Linked DNA regions of Mus musculus: region 1 is linked to region 2. Evidence: chromatin contacts called from public HiChIP or PLAC-seq data. All regions are on one chromosome and are shown on one strand. The core of a region is the stretch at or near the end of the contact, and the rest is flanking DNA. Distances in the headings are between cores, read along the strand shown. Region 1 overlaps Prkd3 (protein kinase D3). Region 2 holds the start of Cebpzos (CCAAT/enhancer binding protein (C/EBP), zeta, opposite strand).

The links. HiChIP or PLAC-seq counts read pairs in DNA pulled down with a chosen protein or histone mark.
Region 1: a contact with region 2 is called in an H3K27ac HiChIP or PLAC-seq map of embryonic stem cells, with 8 read pairs. The contact joins the enhancer-like site here to the promoter of Cebpzos in region 2. A contact is called at or near these places in 1 of 39 promoter capture datasets (macrophages), 1 of 15 datasets of contacts at CTCF or cohesin (the NIH/3T3 cell line), 3 of 484 Hi-C or Micro-C datasets (embryonic stem cells, granulocytes and nephron progenitors), 3 of 115 datasets of contacts at active chromatin or transcription factors (all in embryonic stem cells) and 3 of 9 other capture datasets (adipose tissue, liver and pancreatic islet).

The regions. Positions count from the first base shown.
Region 1 is chr17:78,962,372-78,969,548 of GRCm38.p6, reverse strand. It overlaps Prkd3 (protein kinase D3), which reads left to right. Exons shown (of 19, transcript NM_001171004.1): 10 at 1,432-1,509; 11 at 3,098-3,374; 12 at 6,970-7,022. Among named protein-coding and RNA genes, the nearest start is that of Gm41622, 18 kb to the left of the region's middle. Within about 2 kb of position 3,203, at least 20 of the 459 cell types and tissues checked have an H3K27ac peak or open chromatin away from gene starts, as enhancers often do.
Region 2 is chr17:78,910,446-78,917,774 of GRCm38.p6, reverse strand. Cebpzos (CCAAT/enhancer binding protein (C/EBP), zeta, opposite strand) reads right to left here and starts at 1,276. Exons shown (of 5, transcript NM_001177403.1): 1 at 1,082-1,276.

The sequences.
Region 1 (7,177 bases), core at 1,954-4,453, 50 kb before region 2:
CTTGCACTGATATAACAGGTTGTTTGTTTGGCTTTTGCTACATCAGAGATCAAAACGTTTAGAGATCTAAGTCAGTGATTCTCAACTTATGGGTCACATCCCCTTCTGGAGGGTGAGTGACACTTTCGCAGAGGTTGCCTAGGAACATCAGAAAACAGATATTTACATCATGGCTCATAACAGTAGTTATAAAGTACCAGCTAAATAACTTTATGTTTGGGGGTCACCACAGCTTGAGGAATTGTAGCAAAGGGTCAGAGTGTTAGGAAGTTGAGAACCACTTGTCTAAGTAGTTACCCCTGCGGCTACATCACCCCAATGGAGAAGACCATGAATTAGGTCAAGTCTTAATTTAACACCATCAAAACAGTCTTTTTATATCTTTTTAATTTTTTCTCTATTTTTGAGAATTATATATATATATATGTGAAGTATCGTACATGTTCCATTTTTCTCCATGTCCCCCCAGCACATCACCCTTTCAACTTCACATCTTCTATGTATGTGTGTGATAGCCACTCACTTAGTGAGTACTGCAGATAAATTCCCAGTGGAGGATGAAAACCTACCAGTGACCACTTCTTAAAAAAAAAGAATGATTCTCCCTCCCCCAGCAGTTGTCCACTGTTAGTGACTCCTCATTAAGGGATGAGACCCAAAGATTATCTACTCCACCCATGCCAGGATTTTGTCTGGCTTGATCATGTATAGACCATAGGTAACCACGGCTACTTATATAAGTTCATTCCCTGAAGATGGCATTTCACAGCACCCTCCCCATCTGGCTCTCTCTGCCTCCTGTGTGATGTTGCCTGAGCCCTGGTGGTGATGGCATAAGTATCAGGGTCCCATTTAGGACTGAGCACTGAGTCTTGTTCTCAGCACATTGACCAATTATGTAGCTGTCCACAGACTGCTGTCCATGACCCAAAAAAACAAACAAAAACCCTCTGATGTAGCTCGATTGCAGCGCAAGCCTGGCAGCTCCTGGAGCTAGGGGAACTGCAGAAGTATGGCTCTGGGGCTCTGTATCCAGGAACTGGATGAATAGGGATGGTTGGGGCCTCAGAACCCCTTGCCTGTCTGTGCTTGGGGAGCAGCTCTGTTTATTTTTTGACAACATCCAGAAATTTAGCATAGAAGTAAATTATATAAATCTATGCATGTGAATGAATGATGTACAGCTACTTCTGTGTACCTACATAAATTCGTATGAAAGGACCCCCTAAAACCTAACTTCACTTGGGTAACAGTAAGAAATGGGATATAAGTCAATGTGGGAGTGATACACTTCAGTAGATTCCCTTTTTATATTTTGAAAATTTTAAACCTCATTGTTTAAACTACTCAGAATAGAAGAATGGATGGCAAAGGGAAAGTGCAAGTAGGAATTACTTTTGAGCCACCTTTTCTGACTTCTGTTTTCAATAGAGAAAGAGACATTATTGGAGACTTGACAGTAAATGTCTAACATTGTTTCAAAATGAATCTGGATCAAAGTATTATAAGGTAAGGATTTTGCATTTTATAAAATGTTAAAATATTGTGATACTGATTTTTTTTTGTTTCGTAAAGTTTTGTATGGTTAACTTCATTTTTATGTAAATGTACTTATTATGACTGCCTAATAGAGGTCATCGTTAAGTCCTTGTTGAAGCAACTGCCCTCCACTTCCATTTTACACACACACACACTACACACCAAAAAAAATAAATAAGTTGTCTGGTTTTGGCCTATTACTTGGACTAAACGTTAAATAATAATTTAGGCCAATGTATGGACGAGAAGGAATGCTTAAGCAACTTTATTTATTTTTATTTTATGCATATTGGTGTCCTACCTGCATTTATGTCTGTGTGAGGGTAGCAGATCCTCTGGAACTAGAATTACAGACAGTTGTGAGCTACCATGTGGGTGCTGAGAATTGGGCCTAGGTCCTTTGGAACAGCAGCCAGTGCTCTTGAGTGCTGAGTCACCTCTCCAGCCCCCAGCCATTATTTGTGCTTGCTCAGCTTAAGGGTTATGCTTCCAGAAGTGTGGTCACAGGAGATGCAGCTAATGAGTGGTACCGACAGACGTTAGTCTGCAGGTGTTGGATGTGGAGGCAGACTATCCTGCTAGATGCTTTTCTTCCAACATCGTGAAGACCTGCTATAGCATTTCATTGTGTAGGGTGTGTGTGTGTGTGTGTGTACATGCACTTGCACCTGTGCACACACAGTATCTATGTAGGGGCAGAGGCAGATGCCAGATGTCTCTTTCGTTTGTCCGTCCGTCTGTCCTTTCTTTTTTTCTTCCTTCCTTCCTTCCTTCCTTCCTTCCTTCCTTCCTTCCTTCCTTCCTTCCTTCCTCTTTCTCTCTCTCTCTCTCTCTCTCTCTCTCTCTCTCTCTCTCTCTCTCTCTCTCTCTCTTTCTTTCTTTCTTTCTTTCTTTCTTTCTCTTTTTTGAAGTATAAGGCTTTGTTTTGTTTTTTGTTTTTGTATGTGTGTATGAGTGTTTTGCCTGAATGTATGTGTATGTCTGATGCCCTTAGTTACAAGAATGGGGTATTGGGTCCCCTGGAATTAGTATTACAGGTAGTTGTGAGCTGCCACGTGGATGCTGGGAAACGGACCCAAGTCCTCTGCAAAAGTAGAAAGTGCTCTTAACCACTGAGCCTCTCTCAACCCCCACCCACCCACCCACCCACACACACACACACACCCACACACACACACACACACACACACACACCTTATTTTTTGGAATAAGCTCACTGTTCTGGATAGACTGTCTGGCCAGTGAGCTTTCCCAGATCCATCTGTCCCTGCCTGCTACCCCTTAGCTCTGGGGACCTGACAGGTCCACATGGTTGTAAGCACTTTACACATCTCCCATGCCCCGAGTCTAACACTCCGTGACCTGCCTCTAGCATTACTGAACAGTCAAGTCATTTAAGACAGACATACCATAATACTTGGCTGCCTAATCCATATGCTGTATAGTGTGTTGGACTTAGTGGCATTCATAGAAATGCTTATCTTTGCTTCTAGTGTATTTTAGAAATAAAGATAAGTGTTTATTCATAGTTTTTCAGTGTTCAACTTTTTTACTACAGGAAATTCCACTTTCAGAAATTCTCCGTGTATCTTCACCGCAAGATTTCACCAGCATTTCACAAGGCAGTAACCCACACTGTTTTGAAATCATCACCGATACCGTGGTATACTTTGTTGGTGAGAACAATGGGAGCAGCTCTCATAATCCTGTTCTCGCTGCCACTGGAGTGGGACTAGATGTGGCGCAGAGCTGGGAAAAAGCAATTCGCCAGGCCCTCATGCCTGTCACTCCTCAAGCAAGTGTTTGCACTTCTCCGGGGCAAGGGAAGGACCACAGTAAGTGGAAGCACATTGGTGGCTTCGTTTCATTTTAAACATTTGCAGATACACTTGTGTGGCTGTGCTATTTCATTCTATCTTTAATGCTTAAGTTTTGTCTTTAATTGCCAATACCATTAGTTAATACCTTTATGAAGTTATGCTGAGTATCATTCATATACACATATGTGAGAGAGAGAGAGTATTTGTGTGTGTGTGTGTGTGTGTGTGTGTGTGTGTGTGTGTGTGTGTGTGTGTGTGTGTGTGTGTGTTGGCTCCAGGATATATATATTCACAGCTAGCTACCTTCATCTCCTTACATTTAAACTCTGCATCTCCCAGCCTGCTGTCAGATCTGAGGTGGGTAATTTTTTTGCTGTTCTATAATAGTAGCTACTGTGGAATTGTTAGCGTTGAGTGGATCCAGTCTGTAAGACAAAGAATAGTACCACAGTGCTTAGCAGCTTAGTGTGTATGAATTGCTTTTTGTTTTGGGATTTTTGTGTGTGTGCGTGTGCTGACATAAAGTATCATGTTTACAGTATACTCATAAAATCTGATAGGTCAGAATGATGTTACTTTTAAATGAATTACGACAGAAATTTAAAAATATTGAAGTGGCCATGGTGGTACACGCTTCTAATCTCAACACTGAAGAGGCAGAGGCAGGTAGATCTATAAGTTAGAGGCCAGTCTGGTCTGTGAGTATCAGCCAGGGATATAGTGAGATCCTGACTCAGGAAAAATGGGGTTTGGGGTGGGGGAGAGAATATTAAAGAATACTATTATTCCAACAAAACTTTAAACCCAAATTGAATGAATATTTATTTAATCGTTAAAAAATATTAGAGTCTAATACAGCTTTTACCTTATTGGAATTATATCCATAGAGAATTATAGAGAAACATCATCATTGGACAAATATATTTATATTAAAATAAGTATCAGCCACTTTCCAAATGCAATTTATCTCAGCTTACCTGTATTATTTTATGCAACTGTTTCATGCATTACGTTAGGTCTAAAACTAAAATTCAAGAGAGAAATGATAGACGCTACTTAGGGGAGATGAGTACTTGACTGTTAAGCAGCAGCAGATGCAATGCAGGGACGAAATCAGGAAGGTTTTACTGTAGACACTGAGGTGTGGCTAGGAGAAGCAGGGCTTCATAGTAGAAAACTTGATTTGGAATTTGGCCTGCAGTCAAGGGTAGGATAGGCAGAGGTAAATAAAAGGTAGAAGGGGTAGTGCTGCTTTTGTTGGGGAGACAGGTGTAATCACGAGTGTGAAGGCTGGAGTCATGTGCAGCCTTTGGTACGCCTGAGGAGGGATGGGTGGGTGGATGCATGGCTAACAGGGTTTACGTTCTGGGCAGTTTAGACAGCACTAGCATTTCATCAAAACTAGGAGCCTTTCCCCAGAAACATTAGAGACATACATGCACATTTTATTCTTAACTTCCAAAGGCTTGCTTAAAAGTCTCTAAGGCAGAATCCTAGAGTAAGAGGGGAGATGAGGGAAAATGCACACAGTTGCTGCTCACCATGCTGTGTGATCTTGGGCTCCAGTGTTCTGCATCCAAAGTGGGAGGAATAATAAATACACACAGTGCACTGGGCAGCGTGCCCAAGACTTAACTGATATTCCCATTTTGTCTGAAACTGAGAGAAATTAAAGCTGGATGGATCCAGATAGAGGAGGCCATTGAGAGAAAAGAAAATAATGAAACTAGGAAACAAACCACTAGAAAGGCATTGGCAGGCACAGTCATTTTGCTGGTGTGCTTTTCCTTGATCAGTCTTAAATTTTTAAATTACTTACTGGTGTACTGGTATGCTCCTTTAATTGCAGCACTCCAGGAGGTAGAGGGAAGGTGATGTCTTTGAGTTTGAAGCCAACATGGCCTTCATAGGGAGTTCCAGGACAGCCTAGGTTACATAGTCAAGACTATTCCCTAAAAAAGTAGAAGATTTGGAGCTGGGCAGTGGTGGCACACGCCGTTAATCCCAGCACTTGGGAGACAGAGGCAGGCGGATTTCTGAGTTCGAGGTCTACAGAGTGAGTTCCAGGACAGCCAGGGCTACACAGAGAAACCCTGTCTCAGGGGAAAAAAAAAAAAAAAAAAGATGATTTGAATGACATAAAATATTTTTGAAGTGGCTTAATATTTTTAAATAAGAGTTTCTCGTGTGTGTGTGTGTACACACGTGTACACCTGAGGACAAGACCAGAGGAGAGTATCAGGTCCTTTTCTATTCGCTGCTGATTCCCTGGAGAGCACTGAAATGGACTAGACTTTGGCTAGACTGACTAGGCAGCAAGCTCTCTTAATCCTCCTCTCTCTGCACCGCACAAAGCTGCACAAGGCCAGACTTGGCCTTTTAAAACAGGTGCTGGGGATTAAACTTGGATCCAAATGCTTTTGCATACTAAGCCGTTCCCCAACCTGAATTACTATTTGAAATGAAGAATTTGCTTATATTAGTGCTGTCCTGTGTTTTAGTATGTGCAGTTGTGAAGGAATCATCATGGTTCGTTTCTCTGGGTTGTCTTAATGGCTTTTTGGTCTTGTTTCCATATTTCCCTTTTCTTATTGCTTTCTTTATTTACCACAGTAACTCATCAAAACTTTGTGGGACTATGTCATCTGACTTGAGGCAATCCCCGGGATACATGAGGGTCCATCCCATCTCAGTCCTGTCTCTGCCTTCAAGAGACCGTTGTCAGCCACTTGCTATAGATGTCTTAACTGGGGAAGGACTTGGGAGGATGGGAGTCCAGACGAACTACTACATTGTTTTATTTTTCCTTTTTCGAAGTATAAGGTCATATACTCTGAGGTCTTTTTTTATAAATTCCTTTTACCTACTCTTAATACATAGAAGGCATATTTCATTACCACTGTGTAAATTTATCTAATTTAAACTTTTTAATGAAAGTAATGAATTCTTTTTTTTTTAATGTGCATGGGTGTTTTGCCTCCATATATGTCTGTGTACCACATATGTGAACGATGCCCCCAGAGGCCAGAAAAGGACATCGGATCCCCTGAGACTAGAGTTACAAATGGTTGTGAGCCACCCAATGGATGCTAGAACTCAAACCAGGTCTTCTGAAAGATCGGCCAGTATTCTTAACCACTGAGCCATCTGTCCTGATACATGCTTTTTGTGTTTTAAAACAATATAAGCAGTATAGATACAAATATTACAGTCCTCGCTCCCGAGCCTACATCACTCACTCACCAGAAGTAGCATTTTTAGTTTAATTCAAACACTGCTACACTGGAACTTGCTTTTTCCTCTTTTGTTGAATGCAGGGCCTCATACTTCACACATAGTAGGCAGATGCTCTAATACTGAGCCCTTAGTAGGACATTATGTCACAGATCTATGCTGTTTATTAAATATTTAGAGTATTATTTGTGTGGATGTGTCATATTTTATTTACTCAGTTTCTTGTTGATGGGTTAGTATTGTATATAACATTTTAATGCATATATTATCTATATTGATGTAATTTTAAGTTTGATAAGCTATGGATTTCCAAGAAATAATATTAAGTCATATACTAACTATTTTGTGTTTTTCTTATATTCCATTCTATGTACAGAAGATCTGGCTACCAGTATCTCCGTGTCTAACTGTCAGGTTCAGGAGAATGTCGTAAGTAATAATTACATCCCATGTGCGCAGACCGAATAATTAAAATAAGGGAATTAATGTGAAAATCTTACCAGGATTAAGTTTATATCCCCAAGTGTGGGAACAGGACCAAGGGCAGAAGGTGAGAGGTGATGGAGTCACACGATGAACCCCGA
Region 2 (7,329 bases), core at 27-2,526:
AGGTTTTATACAAAGCCCTGGCCCATGGGGGAGAAGTTGACTGGTGGTGACCCAGTCCATGGCAAAGCTTCGAGTAACTGAAGTCTTCCCCCCTGTACGCAGAGACAAACCGAGAACGGGAGCATGCAAGCTATTAGCATGAGTAGTAGGCTCAGTTTCCAACAGTCAAAAGAAGGTGTCTTTGAAGAACCGTTATCCAGTAAATAAGGTTTTGTCTTGCTAAATATGCAAAAGGTAGCTCAGGCTTTATAACTAACTCCCTATAACCCCAAACTACTAAGCTTTTGATCTAATATTCTGATATTTTCCCACTGCTCAATGCTGAGACAGGCTGTTCTTTAATGTTCAGGATCAGCCAGTCCTTTCCCCTGCTTTTACGTCCCTTTCATGGTATCTAAGCATGAAAATAATTAAACACTATCAGGATTCGCCTTGGACTCTGTTACCATGTGTCCCTCCTCCAACGTTCGTTTTTCACTTTAGTAATGGGAATTACTCAGGGACCAGAAAAAAAAAAAACTGTATTATTCTCATTTTTAAAACGAAGCAAATAAAAAACTGGGGAGGAGGCAGAAGGGACAGCTGTGTTCCTCGATTTCCCAGTACTCTGCTAAATCACTGACGGTCCCGCTCAGTTCTAAGTTCTCAAGGGCGGTTTTAAGGTTTCAGGGCGAGGACAGGGCACACCTGCCTGCATCCTGTTCCACAACTTACGGGATCTGAGCGAAATCTTTTTTGATTGGAAGAGAGTGATGCTAAGATATCAAACAGTCCAAATAATGATATTAATAAAACACTTAATTTCTTAAAAACTGATGGACGTGCCACATTCCAAAGCCCTGCGCTTCGGGACTTGTCTACTTAATAATAAAGCACGTTTGTCACCAGAGACACACTGTCCAGACAAGATGGCTCAGGGAGACCAAAGACCACGGAGCCTTGTTGCACAGGAGCGCCTGGGGCTGCAGCGCAGGAGAAGCAACCCTGCGTGTGCTCCAGTGTAGGCCCGAGGGAGGAAAGGCGGCGCTGCGACCGGGGGCTGCTGCCCTGCAAGGATCCAACAGCGAGCACCCAGCCTTACCCGGGGTCCTGGTCCCAGCATGCGTCGCGGCTCGGCGACCCGGAAACGCTCGCGCTCCTGCGCCTGCGGGGCGGGCTCGCTCGAGTGTTCCCCACACCCAAGAATGTCACAGACCCCACGCGCCACACATTGGGGAACAGAGGACAAGAAACACTGCCCGGTCCTTACCTGAGGCCTCCGCAACCCGACTGCGCAAGCGCACGGTCTTAGCGCCACGCCCCCAGCTTTAGCCACGCCCCACAGAGGAACCTGACCTAACTAGCTGTGGGAAGCTGGTATCGTTTAGGCAAGGTTATCCTGCCCGCGGTCACACCCAAGTAAAAGAATTCACATTTGAACCCAGGACACCATCTCCAAACTCTGCACATGGATCGTCTCTCCCACTCTAAACCCAAAATGTATCAGAACGGGAACAACCCATCGCCAGAGAGTGGCCAGAAAAGTGGGACCCTAAATTGGGATTTGCCCTTTAGCCAGGTTCCTAGACAATTCCTTTACACATTAAAGGTGAGAAGCGCTGTGCCTAGGTGCTGCCCAATAGTCAAGAAGAGGGCTGACCTAAGGGAAGGAAAGATAGGAGATGGGGCATAGGAATGCCTAAAGAGGGACCACGTGCATGACAAAGCCTGGAATGTCAGACTATATCCACTTTTATTAAAATGCAGTCTGTCCTCAGAGATCCACAGCCAGGGCTGCACGGAGAAACCCTGTCTCAAACAAGCAAACACAGGAAGCTATGAATGCTGCCCAACAAAACGTTCAAGGTAAACATAATGGAAATTGGGGGAGGGGGAGTGGCTTGGCTTGGCTTAGCTTAGCTTGGCTTGGCTTGACTTGGCTCACTGGTACAGCTAACTGTGCAACACTTATGGATCTTGCATCTTCGATTCCCTGTTCCTGTTGGTTCCGACTGTTGATTCGAACATCTGGACATGTCACTGCTGTTGCTAACCTGACTCTACAGAACTGTATCCATGAGGTGTTTGCCAGTGGATCCAACTACCGCTGCCTGCTAACCTGTGAACTGAACTGATTTCCAGACAACACAGAAGGGAGTTGCTCCAAAGAACCTTTCTAAACAGTTCCACTTCCCCCCCCCCCCCCGTATCCTTTCTTTCCCACTACCTCTGGTGAGTGGTGGGTTACAAGGAAGGTTAAAGTGTTTAAAAACCATCATTAAAAATGGAATTTGAGGGCTGGAGAGATGGCTCAGTGGTTAAGAGCACCGACTGCTCTTCTGAAGGTCCTGAGTTCAAATCCCAGCAACCACATGGTGGCTCAAAACCATAATGAGATCTGACGCCCTCTTCTGGTGCATCTGAAGACAGCTACAGTGTACTTACATATAATAATAAATATTTTTTTTTAAATGGGATTTGGAAAAATTAAAGTTACACCAGGGAGTACAAGTGTCAAAAAGATTATAAGGATTCAACAAGGTGCAAGGTGTGGCCTTGTTGAAGGAAGTGTGTCACTGGGGGTGTGATTTGAGGTTTCAAAAGTCCACACCAGACCCAGTCTTTCTCTTTGCCTATGGATCAGACTGTAGAGCTCTCAGCGACTTCTCCAGCTCCACCAAGTAGACAGTAAATTACCTCTGAAACTGTAGGTCAGCTCTCAATTAAGTCCTTTTTCTTTATGAATTGCCTTGGTTGTGGTGTCTCTTAAGAGCAATAACGCAATGACAAAGACATGGCTCAACTAGCCATTTTTATTAGTGGTCTTTTTGACAAATGCAATGTCATCCAAAAATGATGTATTTAGTGTCCTTAGAAGACACAACTAAATCAAGGAACTTATATGGCGCAATAAAATATATGTTAAGCCCATTTTCTTTGTCCACCATCAATATATCTCCTTTGGTTGATACCCCATTAATGGCAGGTAAAAGAGAGAAACACATTTGTAAAACCAATAGAAGAGGATGCAAAAGCCACCCTGTGCTTACATGTAATGGAGTATCATTATACAGCACATCAAGAACATGTATGCACAAAAGCATGACAAATGTATGTTATGAAAATCCTCAAAACCGTGGGTTTCATGGAATGAAGGAATAAATAAGCACCAGTCCCAGGAGTTCTTTTAAAACATTGACACTGACTAAAACTAAATCATTTACTTTTCATAAATAAGATGACAAAGTTAAAACCAAATGATAAACAGATTTTATTACTTGAGACATGTGATCAAGTTGCTTATGGTCTCAAAACTGAATTTACTGCGGAACTTGATGAGGCAAGCTACCATACAGATTTAGCATTCTTACCAGGGATCCCCCTAAGTGAACCATGTGGAGCCAGGATCGCTGCAAAAAGCAAGAGGAATTTATTGTTCCAGTGCACTGGGGTCATCCCAGACCCGAAGGACAGGCAGCAACCACCATCACCAGTTAGGCTGTTTTTATAAGGTTTCCAGGGGCAGAACAGAGCATTAGCAACTCGGCACAATATGATTGGCAGAACAGTGCACCCTTTAAACTGATTAGTCTTTAGGGAATGAGGTGACAAGGACTTCACCTTGTTTGAAAGTGAGCAACAGTCAGTCCTGCGGAATGTGTCCCCACCCACCCACAGGTCCGTTGCTACCCTGTGGTCTAAGAAATGCTAATTAGCTTCTCCCTTGTCTGGGGGGTGGGGGGGCTTGGGGGGGGTGGAGGGGTGTCATAACCTTCCCAAAGTTCCTGAGCTGACCTTTTCACTACAAGAATTTGAGTGGCTAGAGAGATGGCTAGGCAGTATAGAGTACTTGTTTTTCTTGCAGAGGACTTGAGTTCAATTCCCAGCGCCCAAGCAACCCTAGTTCAACAACTCTAGCTCCAGGTGATCCAATGTTCTCTTCTGACCTCCAAAAGCAGCAGGCACACATGTGGTACATGCTCATGCATGCAGCCAAAACATTCAAACACATAGCATAAATTTAAAAATTAATGAATTTAAAGCAGATTTCAAAATTCCCAGAAAAAAAAAATATCTTGGTAAACTTCCAACTCTGTTTTCAGTCAAGTAGATAGGTTGCCTGTCAGTTATAAACAGACTGTATAAAGCTGCAGTCAGCTGTGAACCCCAAGATTTTGTCCTTTACTGGGAGGGGAAAAAAACCCAAACTTTTTCTAGTTGTGGTGTGGCTCAGCACTTAGCACACACCTTTCTTTAATCCCTCTGGCTGGAATACAGACATGCCCTTAGTACACACCCTTAACCCCAAACAATGAAGGAAAACTTAGTTTGTAGAAGGAGGCAGCCATGTTTGAAAGTGATGTCTAACTGAATGGCAGACGAGATGATGAATCTGTTGTATTACTAATAAAGCCTGGTTGTGGAGTTGCTACCCACCTCAATGGTTTATGTTCCCGAATGAAAGACATACATACATACATACGCGCGCGCGCGCACACACACACACGCGCACACACACACACACCCTTTATATTTTAAGATGCCCTATGCAGCACAATAGCTGGGTGACTGCCAACCCTCCGGGTGGCTAGAATCTGCCTTCCGCTGATAATTCTGAGTTACTACTTACTAACATCTTTGTTTCATATTGGCCACTCCCGACCCATTTGTGGTGCACTCTGGGCCCCCGCTTTCTTTGCCAGGAGCCCAGGGTGCTCTCCTTGCTTCTCTACCCCACAGTGGTCTCTGACTCTCCTCTCTCCATACTCTCCTCTTCCTTTCCTCCGGGTCCCAGCTCAGAAATTCCTAAAACCCCACCTCTGTCTGTCCTCCTCAGCTATTGGCTGCTGGCATCTTTATTTACCAATCAGAACCAACTGGGGGCGGAGCCCCAGAAGCTATGTGCAGACCTTCTCCCACAAATAGGTTTAGGGGGTGGGGACATAATTAGCAGTTGTGATAATAGCAGCTTCACGGATCACAGAAAGATTTGACAAAATAGGATATGCCCAACTCTCATGAGAAGAGAGAGAAGAGGTAAGCTATTTAAGAGAGCACAGAGAGAGAGAAAAAAGAGAGAGGAAGGAGGCCGTTAGACTAGGACAGTTGTACAGAGACAAGTTGAAGAGAGAACAAGCTATATACAGGTGAAGACAGAATGAGAAGGAGCCAGAAGATTAGAACAGATTGCCAAGGTTAGTATGAGGCTGCGCAGAGCAATTCAGGAGAAGCTGAGAGAAGCCAGACTGAATCAGTGAGCATGAAGAGGAGTCTGAGCTAAAACAGCTCACGATCAGGAAGAACAAGAAAGAGTATGTGTATTCAGCAGTGTCTTAGTCGGGGTTTCTGTTCCTGCACAAACATCATGACCAAGAAGCAAGGTGGGGAGGAAAGGGTTTATTCATCTTACACGTCCATACTGTTGTTCATCACCAAGGAAATCAGGACTGGAACTCAGGCAGGTCAGGAAGCAGGAGCTGATGCAGAAGCCGTGGAGAGATGTTCTTTACTGGCTTGCTTCCCCTGGCTTGCTCAGCTTGCTTTCTTATAGAACCCAAGACTACCAGCCCAGAGATGGTCCCATCCACAAGGGGCCTTTCTTCCTTGATCACTAATTGAGAAAATGCCTTATAGTTGTATCTCATGGAGGCATTTCCTCAACTGAAGCTCCTTTTTCTGTGATAACTCCAGCTGTGTCAAGTTGACACAAAACTAGCCAGTACAAGCAGTAAGTTTCAGAGGCTAAAACGTTCTCAGCCTAGATAACATTGTACAGAGAGCCTAGAAGTTTCCAGCACTAGGCGTAGGTTTGCAGACAGAGGCAGTAAGCCTCAGAGACAAAAACACCCAGGCGAATAAAAGTTACATTTGCAGTCAGCCATCTAACTTCAGGAAAAATTGCTTGTATTTCTTTCCTAGACCTTGACAGGTCTTGTCTTCTCAGAATCACGTGTATCTCTCACTTCATAGTCACAAAATTCTCTCCTCATTGCTTCTTATAACACCTACTATTTTGAGCAACTCTTCTCAAGACTGAAGCAACTGAGAGTGAAATTGTGGAACATCAACTAAGCACTTTGAGAACTCACTGAGAACTGTAACCACTTTTACCCAATCACATATTGCTGCAGGAGGATCTCAAATGCAGCATCAAATAGTCCACTATCTGACCATTCTGTGTTGTTATTTTATAATAATAATTAATTATAATATATTATATTGTGTATAATTATATTGTAGAATAATTATAATTATAGTAAAGACAGTGGCATTTTATTACTTAGATATGTTCGCGTTCTTTGTTGGTGATCACAAATGGGACCTACTGAATAATTCTTGAGACTCTCTAAACAGGGTGGTACACAATTAGGAGATCATTATATGAGGATATGGAGAGGCGGGGCTCATCTGTGGCAACAGATATCATGAAAATTATATACAGAAATTTGTTTAGCTTACTAGATTTCATTAGTGTTTGTGTGGCCCATAACAATTCTTCTTTGTCCAAAGTGACCCAGAGACGCCATAATTTTGGATGCCCTTGCTCTAAAGAATGGGCCAACTCTTAGTGAACTCTCTAAATGGCAGAGATGAGACACTAAGAGTCCCAAGTTAAGGTGCAATCTTAGAGTATACTAGAAGGTAGTCCATCCCTTGTAAAAGACAGAGAAAAAAAGATGCACTGTGTCCCACAACTTGAGTCTGGATGCAAAAGACAGTCTATGGTCACCTAACCCTAACACTGATAAGATACAAGAAGTGGTAGGATTTTTTCCTGTCCAGTTACATTAAAATATTAGTGCAGCAGAAGGCCTGTGATTGGGCTGGGGAAAGGAAGGCAGAGCAAAGAGTTGCAAGGACAGAGAGGGACTCAGAGGAGGAGAGGAAAAAAGCAAGATGGAGGATGGACAGGAAGAAGATCCTGAACCAGTGTGGATTTAAAAGCCACAGTAGATATGACATCATAACGGTTAGAATAATTGGGATAGCTTGTCTAATCTAGGTGGGCAGCTTGTACCATTATCAATTGGCCCTGAAATTATTGTGTGGGCATCTTGTGAATTGAGAATTTATTGATATATAAATCTGATTTATTAATTATAAGCTTCTAGAGTTTTGTTTCTACCGGTTGCTGGGTGACTGTGGAATGGATGGTCATTCTGTGGGGCTGGTGTGACAGCAAAAGGAACTTGGAAGCGCCGTCCCCTGCCAGAGAGTTGGTGGGCAGAGAGTAGCTGGTTGGAACTTGGGAACTTGGCGGCTTTATTTTTAATATTTCTCGCAACAGCAAGAAGCTAACTTAGAAGGTGGTGTTTCATATAACATGGAATAAATACAGATACACACATA